Regions from separate parts of the Sus scrofa genome. Here region 1 is linked to region 2. A link is a contact called in public HiChIP or PLAC-seq data. All regions are on one chromosome and are shown on one strand. Each heading gives the region's core, a stretch centred on a gene start, on an enhancer-like site or on the middle of the called end of the contact. The rest is flanking DNA. Distances are from core to core; before and after follow the strand shown.

Evidence for each region. HiChIP or PLAC-seq counts read pairs in DNA pulled down with a chosen protein or histone mark.
Region 1: an H3K27ac HiChIP or PLAC-seq map of alveolar macrophages shows a contact between it and region 2. The contact joins the enhancer-like site here to the promoter of ZNF217 in region 2. A contact is called at or near these places in 15 of 47 Hi-C or Micro-C datasets (alveolar macrophages, blood, brain and 8 more) and 2 of 2 datasets of contacts at active chromatin or transcription factors (alveolar macrophages and skeletal muscle).

The regions. Positions count from the first base shown.
Region 1 is chr17:54,749,626-54,756,225 of Sscrofa11.1, forward strand. LOC100513893 (a long non-coding RNA gene) reads right to left here. Exons shown (of 2, transcript XR_002339964.1): 2 at 4,156-4,614. Among named protein-coding and RNA genes, the nearest start is that of ZNF217, 120 kb to the left of the region's middle. Within about 2 kb of position 3,961, at least 35 of the 83 cell types and tissues checked have an H3K27ac peak or open chromatin away from gene starts, as enhancers often do. A contact at or near this core is called in alveolar macrophages, brain, embryonic fibroblasts and 5 more, where this site is marked.
Region 2 is chr17:54,626,637-54,633,473 of Sscrofa11.1, forward strand. It overlaps ZNF217 (zinc finger protein 217), which reads right to left and starts at 5,119. Exons shown (of 6, transcript NM_001123217.1): 1 at 4,915-5,119.

The sequences.
Region 1 (6,600 bases), core at 2,711-5,210, 120 kb after region 2:
TGTTCAGACTTGTTGGGTGGGTGGGTGGAGGTGCTGAGGAAGAAAGAGACAAAGGCACACAGAGCTTAAACGACAAAGGAGAGAATAATAGGAACGGGTGAATGGATTCCAATACCCCCCCCACATGCTTGTGCCCAGTTTTAGAATCAAGTAGGTTAAGACAGTTTTCCCTTAACATTTCAGCCTTGTGAGTTGAAAAAAAAAAGTATGTGGGTGTGGGAATATATATAAATATGTACACACACACGCACACACATACACACACACACACAAGATTGCACCTCTATTTTTTCCCCTTTCCATTTATTTTTTCCTTCTGCTTCAGAAACTAAACTAGAAGTGCTGTAATCTCATCAGAAAACGTGGCTTCCGGTGCTATTTTAAACCAGGAACAGAAGCAGAAGTGTGTGGAATCACTGAGAAAGCCCAGCTCTCCTGAGAGCCGTTCTCGAATTTTTGTTGGCACAGAGCATGGATCAGTGATCAGGGAGTTAAAGTGGCAGATGTTGGGGACTTTCGGGGGAGGGGAGGCAGATACCTGAGACTCTCCGGCAATCTTGCCTACCCTCCCCCACCCCAATTTCTCAGAGCACAATATTAAAACAGTGCTGCTCTCCTCTTGCCTGAGGTCACACAGCCGACACTGGCATGACTATAAACAAGCAATCCCAAACAGCCGGTCCTCGCCCGACCCCCAGGCTATTTTGTTACCAATACTACTGCAGACCGTGATACCTTAAAATAAAAAAAATTACCAACAGCTAATAGACACCAGGCAGATACAACACGCCAGCCGTGGTTTTGTGTGCTATTTCGGCTCAGTGTGTATTTTTTCCCACCCTTCCAGATGAAAATACAGTAATTAACTCCATGCAGAGGGGGGAGGGGAAGGAAACCCTTTTTTTTTTTCCCCCTCCCTAGACTTGAAAAGAAATTCTGGCAGATAATTTGGCTGAACATGAAAAGGGAGAGGCTGCTTACAGCCATCCAAATAAAGCGCTAGGTTGGTGAAACTCCATGGGCTGACTTGGTTATTTCCCGGCATGAAAAGCAGACATTTATCTGTTCCCATGGAGATATGTGTTCTACTAGTCAATCAGACTCTGAGGAGGTCGGACAATAGCCGGTCGAGCCTTTTTTCATCTTGAGAGATGGTCGGGTCCCCCTTTATTTTAACATTTCACCTCAATTTAAAGGAATCTAAATGATCCCTCAGAAATACCTGCAAACACAGCCATTATAATTCCAAGGCATTCAAATTAACAAGAAGCTCCAGCTGCCAAGCAGGAAGATGGGGCAGACCGGTCCCCCTCCTCCGATTTCACATCCTAGGTTCTTCTGTCACACTCCTCATTTGTCTACGTTTGGCTTCTCTACTTGACCCCTCCGTCCCGAATAAAAAAGAATAAGCTCATAACTTAAGGAAGCAAGAAGGGACATTTCAAGTGGAACATCATCAAAGCAAGAAAAAGCTGCTCCAGGAAAGAGGAAAAAACAAAACAAAACAAAACAAAAAACCCAAGTGCTGGAAGTTGGGTAAGTTGTGAACTTCGTTCTCGGCATTTCCTAGCCCAAAAAATGCACGTGCAGAAATGAGTCGGGCTGCTATTTGACCTTATGGGTTTGTTATCCATCTCAGAAAACAGATCTTGTCCATTTGCAAAACATGTTCATTTCAGTAGGTTTACTGCTGTGCAAGCGCCTGGAAGCTGGGAAGCACATAGAGCCTTTTGAACCCTCTGCTTTCAAATGTGTCTCTTCCCATCCTTTTTGCAGAGACCGAAGGCAGAAGAAAACCTAAGAGGTCTTCCCAGAACTAACTGACAAGGGAGAGGGTATTTCCATGGGATCCCATCGGGGAGGCTGACTATCCAATATGACTTATAAGAGGAGCCAGCATCACAGGAAACGGGAGCCTGCCAGACTCACGATTTCATCAAGTCACCTCGCTCTTGTTAATAGAGTCATTCAAGTGCAGTTCAACGGCACAAGGCAGGAAAGTAAATACTAGGAGGACTCCCGGCTCAAAGCCCGGCCTTCTCTTGGCTCTGCTCTTCCATCTCCCTGAAGGCGGAGGCTCCGGCTTCTTCAGGCCGGCTCCCTGAGATAAAGACACCAACAGGCCACCTCGGAAAGCCATTTGGAGCTTGGAGCGGTCCCAGCAAACGGCATTTAGGGAAGGGGAGAAATTCCAGCGTCCCTAGTCATGTATAACGTCCCGTTGTTAAGGCGGCAAAAAGCAGAAATTTACCTTGAGAGTTTGAATTCCCTGGAAAGACATGGCCCACATTTCTTATGTGCTGTGGGTCGGGATTTGACGGTTTCCTTCTCTTTTCTTCCTTTTGGTTTTTAAGATTTAAAAATCTCGAAAAGATTCGAACAGTATAAAATTAAGGTAAAAGACTCATATTTATTCCCTTGACTCACTCCACTAGCGCATGAGCTCAACTGAGACAGCTAATAACTGCTGACAGAGTCTTCCAGGCGTGTTCCATAAACATGCACGCATGTGTGTGTGTGTGTATACGTGCATATCATTTATTTTATTTTATTTAAGGAAAAAAATTTTTGGCTGTGTCCAGGGCACGTGGCAGTTCCACAGGCCAGGGGTCCCCAAGCCACTGCAGTGACAACGCCAGATCCTTAACTCACTGCACGACAGGGAACTCCACAGTCTTTATTTTAAATGTGCCAGTGTGGAGTTCCCGTTATGGCTCAGTGGTAACGAACCCGACTAGCATTCATGAGGATGCAGGCTCGAGCCCTGGCCTGGCTCTAGTGGATTAAGGATCCGGCATTGCCGTGAGCTGTGGCTCAGATCCAGAGTTGCTGTGGCTGTGGTGAAGGCTGGCAGCTGTAGCTCCAATTTGACCCTTAGCCTGGGACCTTCCTTGTGTCGCCAGTTTGGCCCTAAAAAGACTATATATATATATATATATATATATCAGTGTAATCATATTTATAGACACTACTGTACAAATTATTTTGTCTTTTTAGGGCCGCATCCGCAGTATATGGAAGTTCCCAGGCTAGGGTCGAATCAAAGCTGTAGCTGCCGGCCTACATCACAGCAACGTGGTATCCAAGCCGCGTCTTCGACCTACACCACAGCTCACGGCAACACCAGACCCTTAGCCCACTGAGCGAGACCAGGGCTCGAGCCGGCATCCTCATGGATATTAGTCTGATTCGCTTTCGCTGAGCCACGCCAGGAACTCCCAACTTTTTTTTTTACTTAAAATATGTATCATCAATTTTCTATGTCTGCACACATTAAGAAAAATAGCTATAAGTTTTTGAGCACAATGAGGTAATTTCGTCCTCCTGGGGTGGGGGGAGGCAGAGAATTCAAATCAAAGGGCTTGTGGAGAAGGGGGACTCCCCCTCCCCAGAGAAGATGACTGCTGGGGTTCAGTGCATCCGGAACAGGCCCCGCATGGATCAGCATATGTGTATATCAAACACTCACACTTTTCTGTTTTTACCAAGCATGCTTCACTTTCCATTTTTCACTTAGATCTCTTAGAGAGCAGGTCATGTTAGAAAAAAAACCTGACATTTTAAATGGTGACAGAGTATCTCTTTGAAGGATGTTCCTTAGGCATTTCACTTGTCCTTTTTGCTAGGCTTTGGGTAGATGGGATACTCTAGTCTGGGGTACACCCTGTGATTCTTTGCTCAAACCCCTCACCTCTTCCTAAAAGCAGTTCCTTTACTCCACACCTATCCCTACATTGCTTTCATCTGGAGAACTGATTCAACTAGCTTAAAAAAAAAATAAGACTTAAAACAGTACTATTAACCCATTAAAGAGCTATTCTGAACAAGTTTTTAATCATTCCTCCTGCTTGAGAGTGAAAGGCTCATGGAAAAGAGAAAAATCCTGTCCCCCCACCAACCCGGGAGTCAGTCACGCCAAGCTCTTTGCACAGCATCCTACGTCTGCTGTTAGAAATGCATGCTTCATACTGACTAATTCCCTCCTGTTTGCTCCTTTTATCTTGGGCTCAGAGAAAGATTGCAGCTCACTCTTACAACTTAGGGGCAGCTTCCTTCTCTCCTTCGCAAAAGGGCTGTGCCAGCATTGGGGATTTAGAACAAAGTGTGTCCTTGGGAAGACGTGGGTGAGATTTTACGTTCAGTAAGTGGGTGGCGTGGGACCCCCTCCTCCCGCGGGGGAGGGGAGGAGTCTGATTTCATTATCCAGTTGGAAACCTGGTGAAATCATGGATATGACTGAATCTTTTTGCTCAGCTCGTGAGGTCTTTTTGTTCTTTGTCTTTGCAGTGTGTACTGCAAATTTCTGTGACGCCTGGGAAAAAGGAAATGTGCGTTACAGAGCTGGGCAGAGCCACATGTCCTGTGACAAGCCGGCGACTTGAAAAATTTAATTCAGGAAGAGACGCAAAGAGGCCAAATCGAAAGAGGAACTGGGCCTATCGATGTTCAGAGCAGGAAAACCGAAGAAGTTACCAACCATCCCCAAGTTAAAAATCATGTGGGGCTGGAAAATATGTCGCCTGCTGCATTTGTCATTGAAATTCACAATCTTGTTTGCTGTTTATCTTGAGGCTTGGGGAGCTCGCCTGCTGGTTAGGAAAAAGGAGGCCAGGTCTAGGAAGAAATAAGAAAGGGAGGATTAGAGCCCAGAGTGAATGGGAGGTGTAAATAATACGCGGGCACCTGACAATCTGGGCAAAGAAATGAGAGACAAAGCCAATACCCCACGCCAGAAATCCTAAAAACTTAAGTGGGAAGCCCACACGTAAGAAAAATGTCTCCAAGAAAAAAGGAAAATAAAATCCCAGAGGATCTGTTTCCTCTGTGGTGCTGGTTCATGGAATATGTAAAGGTTGGTTTTGCCTCGGTGCGCACGTAAGCAGCACTGGATTCAAAGGAACGGGCTTCAGGATATGCTTTCAAGGGCTCACTCCAGGCCAGCTTGAGCCTCTGGGCAGAATGCTTGAGCTTTCCTCCAAAAAGGAGTTGAGACTGGGGCAGGAGGAGCACTTGGGGGGTGGGGGTGGGGGGGCAGGAAATGTTGGGGGGGGCAGAGTTATGGCTCTTCCCCAGGAGACCCATCTATCTGGGTCACCTGTCTACCTCTGCACTTCTCTCTCTCTCTCTTTTTTTTTTTTTCTTCCTGGACCTACCTTAAATGGAATTGCTTAGGAAAGAGAGAAAAGGCATTTTTAGCCAAAAGCTAAGTTCGGACCAAGCTAAACTCGCTGGACAAGGGAAACCTTTTCCGGAGGCTACCTGCAGTCGAGTGTGACACCTCCTAAATGTTTGGCTGACTGCTATTTCCATCATACGAGAAGAGGAGGTAGCATTTAGAGAATGCTCACATGGAATAATTTATACACGGGTCCACTTTATCCTCTGAATCTAATGAAGTGGTGTGGTTACGTCCCTTTTATAGATAAATGAGGATTTGGCTGGATTACCGGCTTAAAAATGGTAGAGACAAAATATAATTCTAGATCAGCAGTTGGTAATTACAGTTTAAGGGGCAAATCCAGCTCAAGGCCTGTCTTTGTACATAAAGTTTTATTGGAACACCGCCATGCTCATGTGGTTATATACTGCCTATGACTGCTTTTGAGCTACAAGGGCAGAAGCCTACTATTTTACTATTTATTCCTTCACTGGAAAAATGTGTGCACATCCTTGCTCTAGACCCTCTAAGCTCATGCTCTTAAACCCAAATGTTTTCTTCTGTTCCCAAAATTCTTCTTCTTCTTCTTTTTTTTTTTTTTTTTTTAAATGTGTTGCTGAACAGGAAAGATGATTCTGAAATGTCAGGAATAATAATAGTTACTGGAGAACTGAATCTGTCAGGATCCCAGGAATATCTAAAACAAACAAAAACAAACTTTTCTTCCTCTTCCCTTTCTTTTTGTCTCCACCAAATTTGAAAGTACTTTTACCCTAAATTTAAAACAAACCAAAACACTTTCATTGCCTTATCAGTTTTATCAAAGCTGCAAACACAACCTCATGTAAAAACCAAAATCTCTAGGGTAATTTCCAAAATAATGAAGAAGCAAAATACTGTTTTCCAGGAGACGTAAAAAAAACCTTTTGCTTTGATATTCTCAAAAGTGCAAGAAACAGAAGTTATTAAAGTGAGAACCATCAGATTTGCATCTGATGTTTACAGCACAATGGTAATATACAAACTCTCATCATTGGGAGCTTTGTTTATAAATATAAAAATTTCAAAGGAGAATGAAAACTAAGGGCAGTTGGAGTTCCTTACCCAACAATTATTTTCTCTTTTTTCCTACTAACAGAAGTTGGAGATCTTAGAAACTGAGCCGTGCTGCCATGTGACTAAGCTTTTCGGTGTTGTTAACAGTGGCTTTATTTTTTATCACTTTCCAGGATTGATGAATGTATTTATACATCCAGGTGTTTAACAAATGTTAACAAACAGCATTTATAATAGCACCTTCCAGAGTTCCCTTCGTGGCTCAGCAGTTAAAGAACCCGACTAGGATCCATGAGGATGTGGGTTCGATCCCTGGCCTTGCTCAGTGGGTTAAGGATCTGGTGTTGCCGTGAGCTGTGGTGTAGGTTGAAGACTCGCCTTGGATC
Region 2 (6,837 bases), core at 3,869-6,368:
CCAGTAACTCAGTTATGTTGTTACCCTGGGCAGGAAGTAAAGGGGATGTTCAGAACAGTCTGTCAACAAATGCTCAAATATACAGTTTTTTTTTAACAAGCATTCCAATATTAAGCATAAATGGGCAATTTGTGGTGGCCCTTGGTTGACAGGGGCTGCCCCTCTATTTATTGGGAAGACAGATTTATGGAAGAATTGTGCTTACTCATCACAAGCTGCAAACTTTAGGAAAGGATGGTCCCTGTCCTCCCACTCCCTCAAAGTCAGATTTCTATCTGCCCTCATGGTCTCAATTCCAAATCCTCCGCCCTACACACCGCTGCAAATGTGCCTAACGCTGGTATCAGCTGGGGAAGAATAATCCTGCTCACCTTACAGCCAAATGCCAGCATCTCACCAACATTTCAGGTTTTGTACGGCCCTGAGAATGAGGCCATTCAGCAATAATGATCAAGCGGCCCTCACCCAAATTTAAGAAATTTCCTGCTGTCTTTGTGTAATTCATCCTTTCTTCCATGCGTGTTTCAACTCGCCAACACCCTCCCCCAAAGGTCTGGCAATGAAGGCAGACAAATCAAGACTCTTCCACTGTCACGACTTCCATTCACATATGCTGTAACTAAACCCTCCACTATTCAGAATATTTAATATGATTGGGATTCCTTTAATTCCACTTCGGGACTGTCCTGTTAAATACCATCCAGGTTTTTTGTTTTGTAGCACACCTTAGCAACGTGAGAGCTACTCTGTGTATTCCAAATGAAGACATTTATCTTACAATCTCATTACATTTATCTTCTGCTATTGGAATGAATACGCATCAGTTTATCCAATTGTCCCAGGTGTTTCATTCCTACTGCATAATTCTGAAGCTTGAAAATATATAGCCATTGTTCAGTTCTTTGACTTCATCTTTCCAATTCACCTATTAAACATACTGCTACATGATTAAACTGACCTAAGAAATTAGAAAGGAGCCACTGAAAACAAGTCATACCCAGCAACCTAAAACACCCTTACAGGCCATTAATGGCATCCTTGAGCTGGAGTGATCTGAACTGAAGAAAAAAAAAAAAATTTTTTTTTTTTTTTTTGGGCAAACAGAAACAAAGGTTCACGTAAAACATAAAAAAAGGCCCAATCATTTACAGTCCAAAGAGATGACATTCTATTTTCTTTTAACTAGTAGACTGGAAGCAGTCAAGAGTCATTAAAACTGCTTGAAAGTTCTTATCAACCAATATCATGTTTGCGACAACTGTGAGAAAAGAATGTAATTTCACAAAGTGGGAAAACAGTACATCTTTTGGGACCCCCGAGGCTCTAATCAAGCGTGTCAGAATTAAGAGTGCTCCGGGGTTGGGAAAGCAACCCTGCTGTGGCAAAAACATGCCATTTCATCATAAATGTTGTTAAAAGAGAGAGAAGTGATTAGCATTTATCTGAAATGAGGAGATAGAGGGACTCTGTCCTTGCCAGGCCATTATATTCCTTAATTATTTCATCCGTTTGTAAGTGACTTGATTGAGTCTTATGTTCAGATTTCCTCTTGAAAAGGACCACTGGAGGGGGCTTTTATGAAAACAGGAGCTGCTGATCCTCCCTCAAGTTCCACTGCCAAAAATGGAGGCTCCCTAAGAGAAGGCAGACCTACCTCCACCTCAAACCTTCCCAGGCAGACTCAATGTCTCCACCCCTCCTTCTTCCTCCCATACTGGGGGGGGGGGGGAATCAAGCTGTTATCTAAATCAATTCTTCAGGGTGAAGGGGGAAATATCTTCTACACGTTTTATCTAAGGGGAGCACTAGTTCCTTTTTTTGATTAAGAAGTGAAAGGGAATAATATGAACCCAAGACAACTACTAAACTTCGATCTTACAAGTTATTAAAAACACAGCAAAGGTCAAACTGCAGTGCTAAGACGGTGCTGGGAAGATAAAAGGACTGAAAAGTTGGACACGAAAGAAAAGTATGTGTCCTTTACCTAGAAAAGGCATGATCTCTCTACTTCCTCCTCCAGCATGCAAATCAATGTGCAATTCTAAAGGAGCGGCCTCCCTCCTCAGCCAAATAATTAAAATTCCAAACAATCAGATTATTAACCCTATTCTACCAAACCAGCTAAATGAATGATAAATTTGGCTTGCAGCTACTGACAACCAAAAACTTTTAAATAAGTCATTGCCTCTTGAATTGAATACTTAAATATAACTGACTTAAAATGGCAGCAGTTTGGGGTGGGGGGGGTCCTCTCTGACTAAAACACCAGGATTACACACACACGCACACGCACACACACACAACTACAGTCTTTAGAATCCTAAACAAAACAGTATCTAAAATAAACAGGACTTCTCAGAAAAAGTAATCTACCATTAAGGACACACCTTAAAAGTTCTTAGCACACATTAACTAAGCAAGCACAAACTAGTGGTTAGACTGTTATATTTTTCAGACAAAAAGCAATTAGGTTATTATTCTGTTCTTGTCACTTCTCTACTAAAGGCTTTTTAGAAAATCTAGATCTATTACTCATTCTCAAAGTATTACAAAATCCAGCATTTTAAGTCTTATTGGTTATCAATCAAGGCAGTCCCTCCATTCCGGGGGGGGGGGGGGGAGAGAAAAAGTACAGTAAAGAACATTTTAAATGTACTTCTTGACACATACAAAAGAGAAGGTGAAAGGCCTCCTCAAGACCCCTACCTAGTGGCCAGGCCCGGCCGGCAGCTGCTGTTACCCTGCCTTTTCTTTTGTTGAGCTTAATCTCATGTCAACTCATTCAACCAACTCAAAAGCGATGAAGACATAATTGAATCAACCTGAACTAAATCAGACCTAGGCTTCTTAAAATATACAGCTTAATGGTTCCCAACAATCTAGAAAACCAGGAAACCAGCTAGTATACACGGTGGTCAATAACACAGGATCCCAGACGGGCCAAAGAACCACCGTACCCGCCATACCTTTAATACACGTTAAGGAATGTTCAAGCTCAACGCTCCAAGCCCTATAGGCTGATCCAGAAAGATAAACTGAGGCTCAAGGAATTTCAAAGGGGAACAACACTCCAAGGCCTTAAAAACTCTGAAGGGACTCTCCTTTTCTTGGGAGAAACAACAAGAGAAAAAAGAAAGTTTTCACTGCTCCAAGTGTGAACAGGCTACTTGGGGTCCCAGAAGTGGCCACTGGTGGCCCTTTCCTGCTCTCCTGACTACGCCTTGCGGGAAAACTACCCCCCCCCCCGCCCACCCCACCCCCACCCACCCGCCCAGGAATACGGCTTCCCGTCCTCGGTGGCCCTACCCCGAATCCTAAAATAAAGGTTCCCACTCGGGACCTGAACGTCCGTCCCGACCCCCTGGACGCAGGTAACGGCCGGTGCACCCCGCAGGCCAGGTCTGACCCCCTCGGGGCAGGACCGCCCCGGCCGCCACAAATCCAGCCTCCTGGAGCCCCCAGTAGCGCCCACCCCTCCTCCCATTCTGTGCGGCTCGCATTTTGAGGCCAAATCTAGAGTGAAGAGGGCTCTACATCTGAAACTGAGCGGTTTCGCCACTCAGCGCCTCCTGGCAGAAACTTCCCTTTTAAAAAAAAAAAAAAGAAAGAAAGAAACACTTTTAGGCTAACATTTCAATCCCTTCTGCCCCTTAGAGTTCCTAGCTCTGCTTCCAGCTGGCTTTGTGTCTCCCACTAGAATTGAGTGATTAAAGATAATTCTTAAAGCGTTTAAGGGCTATTTTTTTTAAAGTTTTCTCTTAAAAAAATCTTTTAAAATTAAAAAAAAAAAAAAAAACCTTATCACACACACACCCAGGAAACGCAGCCCGGTGCACCGCCTGCTCAGGGATGGGCAGAGGATCAGGACTCCCGGGGACGGATTTAGGGGAACCTGGGGGGCTGGCTGGGGTGCGCGTCGGGGTCCGCGGCGAGGCCAAGCCCCCTCCCTCGGCCCCTATAGACGCGCCCTCCGCCCGGCCCGTGCGGACGGTCCCGGCCATTGTTTGCGGGGGACGCCTGTTAGGACGCATTGTTTTGGCTGTTTCCAACTTGCCCGGGCCCCTCCCGGGCCATCGCAGGGGTCCCCGCGCCGGCCCGCTCCCTTCCGCCCGCCCCCCACGGCCGAGAGGGCAAACGCGGAGACCTGCCGGCGGAGCCACCCAACTTTTCAGGAACAGCCCCCCACCCAGCCACCCACGCAGCCCCCGGGCCCCCTCCGGCGGGCCCCTCTCTCCCGACCTAGGGAAGGGGGGGGGACTCCCCCGCCCCCAAGCCATCTTGACTGGTTCCATGAGTGAGTGTGATGGTCAAACACAGTACACACCGGGGGCTCGCCCGACACCTTCTCTCCGGTGGAAATGCTCAGAAGCCGGATGGGGAGGGGGCGCCCGAGAGGAGCCGAATAGAGAGTGGGGATGGGGGGGCGGGCGGGGCGGGCAGACAATCTGGGGAGGGGGGCGAGATAACGAGCACCGGAGACTCGAGGGCGGGCTCGGGGGACGCCGGAGGGGCGAGGGCGAGGCGCCCCCCAAGGCCCCGCGCGGGCGGGGGGGCGCGCCCCCTTTACCTGCGGCTCCGGCTCCTCGGCCATTTCCTCGCTCGGCGGCGGCCGGGACTGAACTGACACCACACGAGCGAGCCGAGGTTTGAATGAGGAGGGAGCAGGCGAGGAGGGGAGGGGGCGGGGAAGGCAGGAGGGAGGGGAGGCGACGGGGAGTTTCTCTCGGCCTTTTGTGCGGACACCTCCCGGATTCCGCGCCCGCACCGGCCCCCAAAAGAGGCAGGGGGCCACTGGGCGAGGGGCGAGGCTATCCCTCAGGGCGCCTCAGCGCCTCACTCCTTGAAGACCCCCCCAAAAGCAGCGCCCCCACCCCCACCCCACCCCCGCCCGGAAGATTTGGGGGCCGGGCTCACCTCGGGCGCGGGGCTAAGGTGAGCGGGGCGGGGGGTGCTCACGGGGGGCAAAGGCGCGGGCGCCCCCTACTCGTCCGCGCGGGGACAGTGCAGGCGCGGGGGGTCCCTAGAGCCGCCGGGGCGCGGCGCGTCCGGCGCAGGGGGACTGTTGGGTCAGAAAGTGCTCAGGGAGCAGCTGTTGCGCCCTCCCTCGGCCCGGCAGCTCGGAGACGCCCCGCCTCCTGCCTTCACCGGCCGCCCCGCCCTCGGGCCCGCCCCTCACCCACGTGATCTGCGCAGGCGCGCCCCTGCCCCGCCCACCGCCGAGGACTCCGCCTCCGGAACGCGGGCGAGCCGAGGAGCGCGCGCACTCCCTGTTCTCGCCCTGCGACTCCCGCGCACGCGCGCGCCTTTCACCGCCCCTACACCCCCGCCTCCCGCCATCCGGCTTAACGTGGCCGGCGCGCGCCCGGCAGTTCCAGTGACAGGTATGCGGGGAGGGGGCCCACGAAGGCAGTGCGCAGGCGCAGTTCCAGGCCTCTGCCTCTCCGCTTCCCCCTCCCTTGCAAGGTGTGCCCGGGCGAGGGGAGGGGCTGGTTGCCCGAACTCCTGGGTCATCCGGTATTACTAATAGGCGAAAAGCGTTTACACTTATTTGGGTAGGTGAGGAGACAGCTGTGCACAAACAATATTTTTTCGGATTTTCTTCAAGCATGAGAAAGGTCGATGAATAAAGATGATTAAAATATTTTTAAATTAGTATCTTCATTAAGGCATCCTTTAATGCCTGGTTGCTGGTTTTCTAAAAGGGCAGGGCTTGCGCTGCTGTAAAAACTTGAGATTTCTAAACTTGGCCTAGGTTCCAGGAATCCACTTGGCTTTGATAGAAATCCACGTGGATGAAACCAGGCTTTAAACTAGGGACAAAAACAACAACAAAAACTAGCTTTTCCCCTCTTCACGTAAAGCGTTTCCCAGCCATTTTTTTATTTGCTCACGAAAAAAGAAAAAGTTATGATTCCGAAGGCCAGTGATATTACCCCATTTAAATAAGCCCCTAGGAGGAACCACAGAAGTAACAGTCACATCCACCAAATTCTCTGTCCCAAGATACAAACACAAAAGGGAGCTATGCAAGTCACCACAAACAAAATAGCGAAGTTTTTTGGGTTCTTTGTTTTTCTTTTTTTTTTTTTTTGTATTGGCCTTCAGTGTATCCAAAAGGGGAAATCTTAAAATATATCAAGACAGGCACTTAAAGCATATATTTTAATAAGTCGGGACCCAAAAAAGCCCTACATAAATGCTCTGCTGGTGAGCAATGCAATCCTTAATAAATAAGAAATGGAGTTTAGGGGACAGTTTCTTAGCAAAGGGGAAGAATTTGCCAAGTGTGATGTTTTTGCTGTCATTTTATGTATAACTCCTAACCCCACATATGGTCTGGTTAGTCTTTGTTAAAAAGGAAGCACACCAACTACTTCTCACCATTAATTAGCAGGGCCAGAAGTAGACTCTTAGGCCAGAACTCTTTTTTTTTTCCACTCAAGTATACTAATATTGATCGTTTCTAGTACCAGAGTTCTTTTCTCAGGGAAGATGAACATCTTTCTTTAATATATTTTTTAAAGCCTTATCAATAGTCACAGCCCAAAAACAGTCCAAAGACACACTCTTCCTCAACAAGAAACTTCATTTAACTTATCGAAACAAATGACTTCTGGCATTGCTGTAAAACAAAGAAACTATGAACAAGTGAAACCAAATTGAGTCTTCACTTAGTGCAGCCTCACTCTACATGTTAATGGATAACCTTTGAACTCTGAAACCTTGAATGCTGTAAACACAATAGCACCGATAGTTAAAAATCCTAGTGTCAAAAATAGAGCAAAAAGAACAGTCCAAACTTTTCAGTAGAAATAGGGAAACAATCAAATGTTTTGA